Linked DNA regions of Mus musculus: regions 1, 2, 3 and 5 are each linked to region 4. Evidence: chromatin contacts called from public HiChIP or PLAC-seq and promoter capture Hi-C data. All regions are on one chromosome and are shown on one strand. Each heading gives the region's core, a stretch centred on a gene start, on an enhancer-like site or on the middle of the called end of the contact. The rest is flanking DNA. Distances are from core to core; before and after follow the strand shown.

Region 1 (2,700 bases), core at 180-2,679, 660 kb after region 4:
GTTTGACCCAGGGAAGCATTCTGGGAGGAAGCACCTGCTGGAACGTCATGGGCCAGAACCCAGGACTGCGGGCTTGTCTCCCTGAGGGAGAGTGACCTCAACTCCCCTTGAGAGGCTGAGCCCCAAATAAGCAGATCTGTAGTTCACTTTAAATGCCTGGTAAAGGGGACAAGAGTTTTCTCCTTAAACCTAAGCCTCATATCAGACCCCAAATATGTGTGGGAGCAGTCACTGGGCCTCTTTAGATGTTCCTCTACCATATGTGAGCACACTAAATAAATCTCCTTCCTCTGCTTTTTAGTATTATCTCTTTTAATTACATTTTTATTTTCATTTCTTTTGTGTTCACATGGCCAGCTTGGCAGCCACTGTCTGCCTGCTGAGCCATCTTATAGGTTTCTTACTTGTCTCGTTGACAAGTTGGGGCTGTCATAGCCAGTCTTGGTAACAAAAGGATGGCTTAAAAACATAAGTTTGAGGCCAGCCTGGGTCCACAGTGAGTTCCAGTGAGTTCCAGGATGGCCTTGGCTACATAATGAGACAATCTGAATATATACATACATATATATATATATATATTTTTTTTTTTTTTTAAGACAGGATCCCACTATTTTGCTCTGGCTGGCTATTCTGGAACTCAATGTGCAGATGAGGCTGGCCTCGAACTCACTGAAATCTGCCTTTCTCTGCCTCCCAAGTGCCGAGATCAAAGTTGTGAGCCACCATACCAGGCTATTAAAAAACGGTATGCTAATAAAGTCATCAAAACTATTTTAAAACTTCCATAATTCTAATACTCTAAAAAAATTACATATTATCTTCCAGATACATTAACACAAGTAGTGTGGTCTTCAAAATTTTAAAAGGTGCTTTGTTTTGTTTTGTCTTGTATAGCCTATAGTCCCAAGCTGGAATGAAATTCACTATGTAGCCCTGAATGACCTCTAACTCGCTGTCTCAACCTTCTGATTGCTTGATTCCTGGTAAGAGCCACCATCCCGCTCACAGATGTTGCTAACACTGAAAAAGCCTGCTATCTGAAATGTTTAAATTATTTTAATTATTGGGCTGGTTAAGTGGTTAAGGACCTGGGTTCAATTCCCAGTACCCATATGGCAGCTCACAACTATCCCCAGTTCCAGGGAATTTGACACCCCCGCACGGATGTGCATATGCAAGCAAAACACCAATGCATATCAAATAAAAATAAACTTTACATTTTTATTTTAATCATTAATTGCATATTTTCATCAGTTCTCGTAATCATACTGACAATCGTCATTAATGTCTTCTCCGGATGATTTTTTGGAGACACAATGGAGACTTGGGGAGCCCCTGCTGCTCCCAACAGGAAGCAGACAGCAAGGCACCCGGAACTCACCAGCCTCGGAACTTGCAGACACCTTAGTGTCGACATCGGAGGGCAGATGAGGGGACGCCACAGACGGACAGAGCCGGAAGTGAGTTCGTGAGTGGCCACCGGGGAAAGCACAGCCGGAGCGAGAGGCGCAGCGGCACGGCGGGTGAGCAGTGGGATGCTGGCTGCTCGAGGAAGCGGAAGACGCTGGCTTTCCCCAGGCATTTCCGGAATGGTAGCAGCGCTCCGACCCGGGCGGGGGCGTGGGGGAGGGTCCTGCCCTGGCGCGGCTTTTTCGCCATCCAGCCCTCGCCGTGGGGCCTCTGGGCGGCGGTGGAGCCGCGTTTAGTGGGCAGTGGTCGCTTTTCCAACGAGCTCCCCGCGGCCCCGAGGTGAGACGTTTCCCCCTAGTTGAGGGTAGGGAAACCGGCTCAGGGAAGTTGTGCTGCCCACAGAGGCTCAGGCCTGCGGTTTGCGTTCTTATCCGAAGGTTCCACTCGCTGCCTCCCGGAGCCTGCTCTGTCTGGAGACCCAGGCTGTTCTCGGACTTGATCTCTGCAGATTAGGAGAAAACTTGGGTAAACCAATGAGCTAGAGTCGAGGGCCAGCTAGTTATGCATAGGGAAGAACGGATGACCTCTCTTAACCTATTTGGAACCCGGCCTTTGGGAACAGGACTGTGAAAAGCCAGGACGACTTGGATTTGATAGCCAGAGAAAGGGGGGAATTTTCACCGTTCGCCAAGGTCCCTTGTCGCTAGTCTGAATTGTTATGCACTGCGATTTATTCTGGCTTTTTAAACTAGGATGATGAGATGGCTCAGCGCTCTTACAACCAAGGTTCCGACCCCGGGAACTCACGTTGTAAAAAGAGAGAGCTGAATCCCACAATTTGTCTTCTGACCTGTGACCGGCAGCATGTGCGTGCCCATACATATCCACACACAAAATAACTGTTTATTTGTTTGTTTAACTTTAACTCCTATTTTATAGCAATGTTGGTAGACAGAGCTGCAGCATACTAGATACAAAGAAGGAGTTAAGAGACAGGCTTATTTTCCTGGATCTGTAGGTGATTAAAAGTCACTGAAGTGTTAAATTCTTAGATTTCCCATGCTTTGCTGACCCCTTTTGGGGCTCCTCAAGTTAAATCCACTACTACATAATACAAAAAGAAACCTCCATATTTACAGTGCTTTCCAAGGGACACTGATTAGTGAGGTGTGGCAAAGAATGGGCAGGTTGTCTTGCTATTCTCTCTTTGCAATCCACACCTAAATAGCCCTTTGCTTACCTAACTCCAGAATAGGACAAACTATAGTGTCAGAGCCTTGGCAGAAAAGA
Region 2 (2,703 bases), core at 93-2,592, 620 kb after region 4:
ATAAATATTTGAGAAAAGAATAAAAAATTTTAAAAATAAAGAAAATATCCGAGAATAAACACCAAAATCCAAAGGACAAAACAAAGGACCAAAAAGGTACAGGGTATTTAAGTTAGTTTTAAAGATATCCTATAATATGCCTGGTGGTAGTGGTGCACACCTTTGATCCTAGCTGTCACAGGAGGCAGAGGCAGGAGGATGTCTGAGTTCCAGGTCAGCCTGGTCTACACAGTGAATTCCAGGACAGTCAAGGCTACACAGAGAAACACTGTCTCCAGGAAGGAAGGAAAGAAAGAAAGAAAGAAAGAAAGAAAGAAAGAAAGAAAGAAAGAAAGAAAGAAAGAAAGAAAGAAAGAAAGAGAGAGAGATATCCAATAAACTAAAGGTTTCTCAAGACAAAATAGTGATAGCAATCTCAGAGTTCAGTTAGTAGCTCATGCTTGATCTGGGCAAATGAAACTCTCCTTCCTCCCTCCTCCCTCCTCCTCTTCTTACTGACATACCTGGCAGGGACAGGGATCTCTCTCTCTCTCTCCTCTCTCTCTCTCTCTCTCTCTCTCTCTCTCTCTCTCTCTCTCTCTCTCTCTCTCTCTCTCTCTCTCTCTCAGAATAAGATCTATGCTAAACAACTTCCAGGAAATTCATACTGCTTTGAATGAACCTGACAACCTGCCAGCGCCACCGCCACCCCCACCCCCACCCCCACCCCACCTCCGCTAAGGGGACTGGAGATTGTACAGGAGGAACTTGGAGGCGTCTCCTTTGACTCACCAGGCACACACACACAAACAACAAAACAAAACAAAACAAAACAAAACAAAACAAAACAAAGCAAACGAACAATACCTCTGCAGGTAAGAAACCCAAGAGGACAGCAGCTAAGGGTTACAGGTACAGCTGATGGGAGTCAGGGGATGGAAGAGGCCAGGGCCTGAGGGATAGGAGAATAGGATAGGGTGGCAGGTGAGACAGGCAGACAAGCGTGGGGTGCAGTCTTACCTGCATTCTGCAGCGTTTCGATGTTTTGGGGTCTTGTCGCCAGCTCTGCCACCATCTGCACGAATTGCGTCCGGGCTTTCTGGTACTGCTCGAACACTGAGGAGACAGACCCGGTAGAGGTGCCCTGTGGCCCGAGACGCCAACCCTCCCGAGTGCCCGCCAGCCTTTGCCATACCTTGCAGCACCTGCCGCTGGCTCATGGCGCCGCACCTGCTTCTCCAGGTCCAAGTGGTGGGCAGCTACCAGGACCTCCGCCACCGTTGAGCTGGTAGTGGGATCCGTTCCTCTGTGTATGCGTCTCCAGGGCAACCGACAGCAACCGGATACAACCACCAGCAAAGGTCGTGACGTCACGGCCAGAGTGGGGAAGGCTGTTACACTTTATCAACCGCTTGCCGGTTGTTGCACCCGCCTGGGGTGGGGAGGGTGTCTCTTGGGCAGAAGACTGTCAGGAGACAAGGTCCTCTACACACCAACCCACCAGAGTGGCTGGTGCGACGCCTACAGGTTGCGGGCACCACACACAGTCAAGAACAACCAAGCATGTAACCACCAAATAATCTGGTTGATAACAGTATTGTCAAAGCAACCTTAACACAGTGTTTTGTTTCTGGTGTATCCCTGGTACACATGACATTTTTGGTTTCCAGATCTCCGAAAACTCACAACTGTATACTTACTTAATTGCACTTAAGACAGCGACTAAGCAGTCTGAAATATTCAGTAGGAAAAGCAGAACAAATAATATAATTAATATCCTATGGTCCAGAATTACTCTTTTTTTTAATTAATTTATTTATTTATTTTCATGTATGTAAGTACACTGTATCTGTCTTCAGATACACCAGAAGAGGACACTGAATCCCATTACAGATGGTTGTGCGCACCATGTGGTTGCTGGGAATTGAACTCAGGACCTCTGGAAGAGCAGTCAGTGCTCTGAACTCACTGAGCCAACACTCTAGCCCCAAGGGTTACAATAAATAACAAGTTTGTGATCTGCATCTCTTTGGCTATTTGGTTTTAAAGTCAAGCTTTATTTTGTGGCTGAGTGACATTTCCAAAACAGGATGGGGACTGTATTAGTCAGGGTTTTACTGCTGTGAACAGACACCATGACCAAGGCAAGTCTTATAAAAAAACATTTAATTGGGGCTAGCTTACAGGTTCAGAGGTTCAGTCCATTATTATCAAGGTGGGAGCATGGCAGCATCCAGGCTGTCATGGCTCAGGCAGAGCTGAGAGTTCTACATCTTCATCCAAAGGCTGCTAGTGGAAGACTGACTTCCAGGCAACTAGGGTGAGGATCTTATACCCACACCCACAATGACACACCCATTCCAACCAGGTCACACCTATTCCAACAAGGCCACACCTTCAGATGGTGCCACTCCCTGTTCCAAGGATATACAAACCATCACAGGGACTATATCTTGAATACAGAGAAACCCAGTTTTCTTTTTCTTAGTAAAGGTATTCTTTGAAAATTTCAAACAAGCATAAATTTAACAATTTTTTAATGCAACAATTTTTAAGCCATATACAGTAGTCCCTCACACCGTGTCATAAACTGGCTTTATAGGAATGAGATCAAATTTCAGACATATTTCAGGGTAAATGTACTTTAAACAAAAGGGTTGTTTGATGTTATTTACATTCTCACACAAAACAGCTGGGGGGAGGGGAGGGTTGAGTGAGTGGTGT
Region 3 (2,700 bases), core at 184-2,683, 680 kb after region 4:
TCCCAAAAGCTCAAGTTTTCAAGAGACTTCCAGATTTCAAATCATAACAGCTCCCTTTAAGCAGAAGTATTACCAAGTTGTACCCCCATTGTAAAGAGCCTGGAAATTCTAGAACAAAGGGTTTGAGGTCCTTTCCTGAGATTTTTAAAGCCTAAGTAATACAGCCAGTCTCTGAGTGATAGAGGCTAGTGTGGTAGGGAGTGTTTGCACTCACTCTCATAGTGCTCAGAACAGGTTTCTGGGAAAGGATTTTGGGAACTGGGAGAGGACACAGATGAGAGACCTGGAACTGAGCACTCTGAGACCTCCTGGCTCTACCCCACAGCTTGGCATGTCTTGATGAAGAGGTTTGAGCTAAGCTGGTTGGTATAGCTAATATTGGGAATTTAACAAGAGTAAAGGCTTTGGCATAGTAGACTACAAACAAGACAATCATGGTGACAGCAACCTCAGGAAAGGGTACATTACAGATATGTCCTTGGCCTAGAGCCTAACAGGGCCAGGTTCCTAGTGCCTGCTTTTGCTGTCTTCTCTGTATCACCCTCTACCTCATCAGGTTATAAATGACCTCAAACCTTAATCAGGTTGAATGAACCAGGACTCTACTTGCGTAGCAGACAGACATTCTCCCCACCATGCCAGTACACACACCCATCTATTGGTTCCCCAGGCTCATGGGTTCCCTGAAACCTAATCAGGTGACAAGTTCCTAAGACAATGGGGTCTGATGGCATGTGCTTGTCAGCACAGTTCTGAGACATAAACAAAACAAACAATTGGGTTTTTTTGTTTGTTTTGTTTTTGTTTTTCGAGACAGGGTTTCTCTGTGTATCCTTGGCTGTCCTGGAACTCACTTTGTAGACCAGACTGGCCTCGAACTCAGAAATCTGTCTGCCTCTGCCTCCCAAATGCTGGGATTAAAGGCTTGCGTCACCATGCCGGAACAATTGTTTTAAAAGCCAGGTGACAACCTGGAGCCAACCTTGTCTTTAAGACTGCCTTTGCTACCCAGTGCACTAAGAAAAGTGTCTCATTTCCTGCTTTATAGCCCCAGAGCTCAAGCTGCTCAACGAATTCTCAGTGGCCATGCAGTCCTGCTGAGCACAAAGGGCCTGGAACCCTTAACCACAAAGCCCCTGGGGCCTGTGGTTAAGTGGGCAGGACCACAATGAAACTTGAAGGGGTACTCTCCACACTGTACACAGGCAGTGTACACGTTCATTGGTATAAAATGAATATAATGTTATACATGAAAATATTTTCTAAAGTCTCTGATGGGTGGCCAGTCCTGAGCAGTATGAAGCCGCATCACTGCCCTGAGACTGATCACCACACACGTTGTGAAGCAATGACTGAGCATTGTGAAGCAAGGACTGCTTTCTGCCCAGTCAAGGCTGGAGAAGTGTAGCAACGCACTGGCTATTGGGGCTCTTGTCGTCCCTGAAACAAGAGAGCAGAGGGACCAGCAGGAGGCAGCAGAGGTGCGCCCGAGGCCCGACTGCGCTTGCGCAGAGCCTGCGGCGCCTAGGACGGGAAGTAGGCGGGGCTGCCCAGAGCAGCTCGTGGGGAGCACTGCGGCAGGCTGGCAGGTGAGGCCCGCGGGGTGCAAGGGATGAAGAGCGAGGGTGAGGGTGGAAGACTCGGACTAGGGTGGGGGTCATGTGGGGGCCTGAGATGCACGAAAGTGAAATGAGACTGAGGACGAAATGGAGAGGTGAGAAAGCACTAAGGCCAAGACCGGTTTCGGGTGCCTGAGCCCATGGGACTTTGGGGGATAGCTGTGAGCAAAAAATCTGAGCAAGCCGCCGCCGGGCCCTGGTGGCAAGGCGTCGGAAACTAAAGGCACGGAACTGGGAATCCATTGACACCCTCCCCCAGGGCTGTGTCTGAACCGAGGTCCAGGAGGAGGCTGAGAGCTGTGAGGCAAAACAGTACCAAGGAGTGACAATCCTGTTTTCAAGGATCATTCCCTCTTATCTTCCAAAACATGAGGGCTAGGCCCACGGCCCTACCCTCAGCCCTACTAGTGACGACCCGGACTGGGACCACATTTTCAACCTGAATGCCCAGCCCAGTGGCGTCCCTAAGTGTATTTAAAGCTAGTGTTTTACTTACCACCTGGTTTCAAGACGCAGGCTGAAGCCATTGGGCTAGATTGCAGTAGAGCCTCAGTCCTGAGAGCCTTGGGCTTCACCGTTACAGTTGTGTGGTCTCAGGCCAGCCCCCTAAGCTCTCCGTATAATGAGGAGAAAAGGGATTGTAAGGATTTCTGCAGACTAACATCTAGTGAGGCCCAGTGGAAGGCAGTGGTCTGCCCTACCAAGGCCGCCTATTTCTAGGCCCCTTGATTAACAGATGTGTTCACAATGTGCCCTGGGACAGCCCTGTGAACTGTTCCCACCTAAGGAACTGAACGAGAGCTGCCTCTACCTCATGGTCTCAGTGTTCATATTCCTCCCATCGTCAAATTTTACTTTTACTCAGCGGCAAACTGGGATGGAAGTGGCCAAGTCACTGGGCACCAGATTCCTCAACTGAGTCCTGCTTTGGTGACAACTAATATTTGTGACCTTAGAGTAACACTTTCCTCCTACCACCTGGTTTTTTTTTCAACTGCAGTATGACCTGATGGCATGTTTTCCCACACAGTTCTGAGACATAAACAAAACAATTGTTCTAATAACTGTTAACCTCCCACAA
Region 4 (2,700 bases), core at 9-2,508:
AGCAACAGACCTGGGACTTTCAGAAGGAGCTAGGAGATAGATGAAGGGAAACAGGTTGCTTACAAGGGGCTGGTGACAGGATTTGTTGCTGTAATTTAACCGTCATAACATTCTTGTTTTCGGTAAGCTCTCAGCATCACATCTGTACATTATTTACACCTGACTTGGCAAGCCAAGCTTTTGGGCACAATTTACCTAAAGACTGGCCCAGTTGCTTTTGCTGACCTCATAGCTCCCACCTCCAGAGCTTTCCTTATGACCTTTGACTATGTGGCCTGTGGAGAAAGAGTGACTCGTCCCTGATTTCCTCGATGCTCGAAGGCAAAACAGGAAGCCACATTAACTGTTTAGTTAGGAACCGGGGAAGAAGAGAAGTTGTGTTCCCTAGCTGTTCCAACAAAGGTACAAACCCTAGCAACCAAAGGAAAAGACCCCACTTGATAACAAACATAGATGTTTTTCTTTTCTTCTCCCAAGTCTAAATACCAGTATGTGGAGAGTAGCATCGGTTGTCAACTTTAAGTTCAAGGACCCTTCTGTTGAGCTTAGCTCTTGTTCTTAGCCCAATTGCATGTGAAGCATAGTTAATAGCATGATAAACTCAAGTTCGGGAGATTTAAGTGAGAAACCTCGTTCATGAGTTCCCCTGCAAAGAGCTTGTCATAAAGAGGGCTTAGTCAACGTTAGAAGAGCTATTAAAACTGAGTATTAAAAGTCATCTTTTCTCTGGGCCTCTTATTGGAGTTTCTCTGTGTGGGCATGTTCCTTAAGAAGGAAGTGGGTGGACAAGAGCGCACTGGGTACAATTTGTGTATTTGCAAGAGCAAGCAGAGGCTTTCACTGAGGGAGAACATATGTTTCTGGGGCTCCATCTGTACAAAAAGCTCGGCGTCCTGAAGTACTACGGATAAAAAAAAAAACCTTTAAAATACGTCTATTTCATACATGTTTCATTATCTGTGAACGTTTGGAACAGTGTAACTGACCCTAACTAACTAGATGTGCTACTCACAGCAGAAGTTCCCAGCTGCACCTGTCCTAAGGGCAGCTCCTCCCACAATCCTTCGCGAGCCGAGAATACGTGGGGGCCTCAGAGGACGTGCTCGCCCCGGGCGGAGTGCGCCTGCTTTGCAGGAGCCACGCCCCTGTCCCCTAAGGGCCTGGGTCCTACGGGGCGGGGCGGGGCGGGGCGGGGCGGGGCGGGGCGGGGTTTGCTGCCGGTCCCCACGCCTCTGCGGCTTTGCGGGCAGGTCCTGGCAGTCCCTCCTGGTCACTCCGCCGACGCGATGGCCGTCCCCGGCTCACTGGCCGAGTGTGGCTACATCCGGACTGTGCTGGGCCAGCAGATCCTGGGTCACCTGGACAGCTCCAGCCTGGCCTTGCCCTCCGAGGCCAGACTGAGGCTGGCCGGCAGCAGCGGCCGCGGCGACCCGGCGGCCCGGAGCCAGCGGATCCAGGAGCAGGTGCAGCAGACCCTGGCCCGCCGGGGCCGGAGCTCTGCGGTCAGCGGTGAGTCGAACCCCACCCGCCGTGCTAGTCGTAGGTCTCCCCGGTGCGAACCGGTGTCCGCCCGCCCACCTGTTGCTCACCTTACCTTTTCCGGCTCGTGGTTGGTCGCTTTGGACACGCTTCCTCCCTAACCTTTGGTTCTGGTCTACCTTATTCGTTTGTTAATTACACAATTGTCTGTATTAAAGAATTCGATCGGTTTCACCCTTCGCCGCTCGCTCCGGGTTCTCTCCCTGAGATTCTAAAAAACACTTTGAAATTTTATGCAGACTTTGGTATGCAAGATTGATCTTCTGGAATAAGGCGCTTTGGGCTTTTATTGAGATGTTTTAGAGTTTACGACTCTCTATAAATATTTTTAGAAAGAAACCTTCAAAGCCCTGCGGTTCCTCCATCCTCTAAATTGAGGTTACCTCGTCCAAGTGCTCCACTCCGTATCTGCGACTAAACAAATTGAGCAAGTCGGCTTTGGGTCTGGGAGCAACCTGAACACCCTGCGGAGGATAAGGAGGAAGGAGACTTTGGCCAGGCTGAAGGTAGCCCCGCCTGCCCACCTCACACCCACACACCAGAACCAACAGATGCGTGGGTGCAGAACCGCCCTCATTAAAAAAAAAAAAATCAACCCCCCACCACACAGACTAGTTGACAGAAGTGTGGTTGATCAGAAAGATCAGAAGCTCTGGTAAATGTGATTACCATTAAGAATAATAATGCTTCCGTGCCAGCATGTGGATTTCAAATAGCAGAGTCTGGGAGGCTGTCCGCTTTTCAGTTTGTCTAAAGGTTAGGGCAGTTGATGTTTGCATACTTGAAAAGTAAAGAGGTGTTTAATGATTGCAAGCTCATGTAAGTGAGTGCCTGTAACGTCCCTAATTAGGCTATGTGGTTCGCACTTTATATTATCTTCTTAAAATGAACTGTGTATTTTTTTCCTTTCTCTTTCCATATGTGTAGATATAGATACGATTTTTAAGATGCAGCCTCAAACTTCCCGTCTCCGTCTCCCATGTGCTGAGATTACAGACATGGGCTGGGTTTACTGTGGATCCAAGCTTAGAGACAAGGAAACTGAGCAAATAAAACAGTCAAGATTCCAGACAGAAAGTGGCATAGGTGGTATATAAAAGCCAAAATGTGGAGTTTTAAGTCGATCATGAGTTAACATATTAAGTGTTTGATTACTAACAC
Region 5 (2,700 bases), core at 143-2,642, 620 kb before region 4:
ACTGCTCTTTTCAAAATACTTAACATTCTTTCATATGAGTAGTGTTAAATATGTTCCAAAAAACAAATGCTGACTGGAGAGATGGCTCAGCTGCTAAGAACACTGGTTGCTCTCCCAGAGGTCCTGAGTTCAATCCCCAGCAATCACAAGGTGGCTCACAGCCATCTGTAATGGAACCCAATGCCCTCTTCTAGTGTGTCTGAAGACAGCTACAGTGTACTCATATATATATAATAAATATTTTTAAAAAGAACAAATGCAATCACAAATTGACATTTTTCATATTACAATACACCATTTTATTAGTTTAATTTTAAGGTAGTGAGCACAACTCTTTAAAAAACATGGCACTAATAAGCACATATATTTCAAATAAGAAGTAAAGAGATTAAGGGTTATAACATTAAAAGATCACTTTTAAAATGAGCTTTGGTCTTGGACAGCTCTGATCTGACCACTGATGTATTTTCCAGAGGTAGAACTGCTAAAGATTTTATTGTCTATGGCACTCATACACATAAAGGTAAGATTTAAACAATATGAAAAATGTATATGAAGGCATTACCTTGAAATGTTAACAATCACAACATGCACTCAACCTCTTCCATTTCTACAACCTAGATTCAATAAGAACTAGAAAAAAAAATAAATCTTATGAATCATCATTTTTAAATGCTAAAACTCAACACTTTTAAACTGTTTTAATTTTTTTTGTCACCAAATTTCTAAACCCTGTTGGCATTTAAATTTCAAGTTTCTGCTCAAAGGCAACCGAACATTGTAGACAAGAGTAGAACACCTATCTAAGGTACCAACTGTCCTGCAATTAGCTTTCGTCTGGCTCAGTGTACTGTAGTTTTTCACTTAATTGAAAAAAAAAAAGAAGAAGAAGAAGAAGAAGAACACGCATTCGGCCACCTAAGTAAAATCGTCGCCCTCTTATTCCAGACAGCAGCCACCCTCCGGTTAGTCCTATCCTCCCGCACGTGTCTGTCTGGTGGACTCCCAGCCTAGATCCCCGGCTCCATCCAGGATGCCTCTCCGCCGTAGCCCCGTTGATGGGCAATGCCACCGCCACCGCGGGCCGCTCCAGCGCACTCCACCCTCGGCTCCGCTGCGGCGCCCAGATCTGCCGGTCCTCCCGCAGGGCCGCCGCGGGCGGTGGGCGCGCAGGCTCCCCGTCACCGCGAGCTCTGACACGCGCGTCCCGACCTCCCTACCGCCCGCCCCACCCCCTGCCCCTCGCGGGGCCCTCCGCACTGCGCACCCGCAGTCCCGCGCGGCCCGCCGGACAGAAAGCAGCGGGAGCGCGGCAGACCCGGCTAGGAACCGACCTGTGGAGACCGCCATCTTCTCCTGCTACCAGACGCACCACCGCACGCAGGGCGTCAACGTCACTTCCGGCAGCGCGTTGCTCTCCGTCATAGAGGGACCGATAGTGGGGATAGTGGGGACTGTATCAGGTTCCTGTTCCTGGCAAGCTTTGCCCCTGATGGTCTCTGGAACTGTTGGTTCATCGGTTGTCCTAATCAAAACACACACATAAAACTGGGTTGGGAGACTAAGGCAGCATGAGCTTAAAAAGTCTTTAAAAGATCTGAGATCTCCAATAGTGTCAGTGTGTCCAAGGGAAATTTTCCCTATGACTCCTCTTATTAAATATTGAAATAATGTCTAAACAAACGCTAACAGTTACATCACGAGCCGGGCGTGGTGGCGCACGCCTTTAATCCCAGCACTCGGGAGGCAGAGGCAGGCGGATTTCTGAGTTCGAGGCCAGCCTGGTCTACAAAGTGAGTTCCAGGACAGCCAGAGCTATAAAGAGAAACCCTGTCTCGAAAAACAAAGTTACATCACACCAAACCTGTTATTAATAATCAAGGTAAAACATGGGAATTCACAATTGTGTTGGGGAAAAAAAAAAAAAACTATTCCAAAAGGTTGGGCTGTGTTAGTGCAGGCTACGTTTAGGCTGTAGTTTTGCTCTGATGACACCAGAACCAAAAGTCCATCAGTAAAGAAAGCCACAGAAGAAACTCAAGCAAAACCGTGAAGCAAAAAGGGATGGAGAAAAGCAGCTTACCACCTTGCTTCTGAGAAGGCTAGGCTGACTCCATGACAGACTTCAAATTGACAGTTAAGGAGACTGGGCCTAAGAACTGGGAAAGTCCAGGCAAGCCCAGGCAAGTCAATTACTAATAGAAAAAAACCCAGGCTCCAGCCTTCATGCCCGATAATGGTTCTAGGATGCCTAGAGATAGAGTAAGATAAAACTCATCTTCCCCAGAATTCCAATGTGCTTTAAAGCAAGCATGCACACTCACTTAGTTGTCTCTCTGTTTTGGCAATGGGAGACTCCAACACGCTGGACTTCTGCAAAATAAAGCACTCTCTGAGTATACATACTATTTGAGTCCCAGGTGTCATTCTTCGGTGAATCATGGACCTTTACATTTCTATCTTACGTTCACCTACCTTATTTGGAGGAGTAAGCCCATGTACCTAAAGATGGTATACCCATACCCAACTGGATTCTCCTACAACAATTAGTGACTAAGAAAGTTCCCCCAGGTTTTTCTTTTCAGACATGCCCACAGGTTATTCTGACTAAGGCAAGTCTTAAATTGAGATTTCCTCTTTCCATTTGTGTCAAGTTCACAACAAAGATTATCTAATACAAGTCCATTCCAAGTGCATCAT

The links. Promoter capture Hi-C pulls out the DNA fragments that hold promoters and counts their contacts. HiChIP or PLAC-seq counts read pairs in DNA pulled down with a chosen protein or histone mark.
Region 1: an H3K4me3 HiChIP or PLAC-seq map of bone marrow-derived macrophages shows a contact between it and region 4, with 7 times the contacts expected there. The contact joins the promoter of Top3b here to the promoter of Pkp2 in region 4. A contact is called at or near these places in 11 of 39 promoter capture datasets (the 3T3-L1 cell line, the C10 cell line, embryonic stem cells and 5 more), 1 of 15 datasets of contacts at CTCF or cohesin (the NIH/3T3 cell line), 5 of 484 Hi-C or Micro-C datasets (cortical neurons, embryonic fibroblasts and nephron progenitors), 16 of 115 datasets of contacts at active chromatin or transcription factors (DN3 thymocytes, the NIH/3T3 cell line, acute myeloid leukemia and 8 more) and 1 of 9 other capture datasets (embryonic stem cells).
Region 2: a contact with region 4 is called in a promoter capture Hi-C map of embryonic stem cells, with 3 times the contacts expected there. The contact joins the promoter of Spag6l here to the promoter of Pkp2 in region 4. A contact is called at or near these places in 5 of 39 promoter capture datasets (cranial neural crest, embryonic stem cells, pre-B cells and 1 more), 1 of 15 datasets of contacts at CTCF or cohesin (embryonic stem cells), 1 of 115 datasets of contacts at active chromatin or transcription factors (embryonic stem cells) and 1 of 9 other capture datasets (embryonic stem cells).
Region 3: a promoter capture Hi-C map of embryonic stem cells shows a contact between it and region 4, with 11 read pairs. The contact joins the promoter of Ppm1f here to the promoter of Pkp2 in region 4. A contact is called at or near these places in 10 of 39 promoter capture datasets (the 3T3-L1 cell line, the C10 cell line, embryonic stem cells and 3 more), 2 of 484 Hi-C or Micro-C datasets (the C10 cell line and embryonic stem cells), 7 of 115 datasets of contacts at active chromatin or transcription factors (acute myeloid leukemia, astrocytes, bone marrow-derived macrophages and 3 more) and 1 of 9 other capture datasets (embryonic stem cells).
Region 5: a contact with region 4 is called in a promoter capture Hi-C map of the SN4741 cell line, with 2.8 times the contacts expected there. The contact joins the promoter of Ube2v2 here to the promoter of Pkp2 in region 4. A contact is called at or near these places in 5 of 39 promoter capture datasets (the SN4741 cell line, cranial neural crest, hippocampal neurons and 2 more) and 3 of 115 datasets of contacts at active chromatin or transcription factors (embryonic stem cells, epiblast stem cells and extraembryonic endoderm stem cells).

The regions. Positions count from the first base shown.
Region 1 is chr16:16,869,307-16,872,006 of GRCm38.p6, forward strand. It overlaps Top3b (topoisomerase (DNA) III beta), which reads left to right and starts at 1,430. Exons shown (of 18, transcript NM_011624.3): 1 at 1,430-1,749.
Region 2 is chr16:16,828,021-16,830,723 of GRCm38.p6, forward strand. It overlaps Spag6l (sperm associated antigen 6-like), which reads right to left and starts at 1,343. Exons shown (of 11, transcript NM_015773.2): 1 at 1,175-1,343; 2 at 1,000-1,095. The coding sequence starts at 1,199.
Region 3 is chr16:16,895,036-16,897,735 of GRCm38.p6, forward strand. It overlaps Ppm1f (protein phosphatase 1F (PP2C domain containing)), which reads left to right and starts at 1,434. Exons shown (of 8, transcript NM_176833.4): 1 at 1,434-1,589.
Region 4 is chr16:16,212,087-16,214,786 of GRCm38.p6, forward strand. Pkp2 (plakophilin 2) reads left to right here and starts at 1,259. Exons shown (of 13, transcript NM_026163.2): 1 at 1,259-1,509. The coding sequence starts at 1,287.
Region 5 is chr16:15,593,126-15,595,825 of GRCm38.p6, forward strand. It overlaps Ube2v2 (ubiquitin-conjugating enzyme E2 variant 2), which reads right to left and starts at 1,393. Exons shown (of 4, transcript NM_023585.4): 1 at 1,335-1,393. The coding sequence starts at 1,350.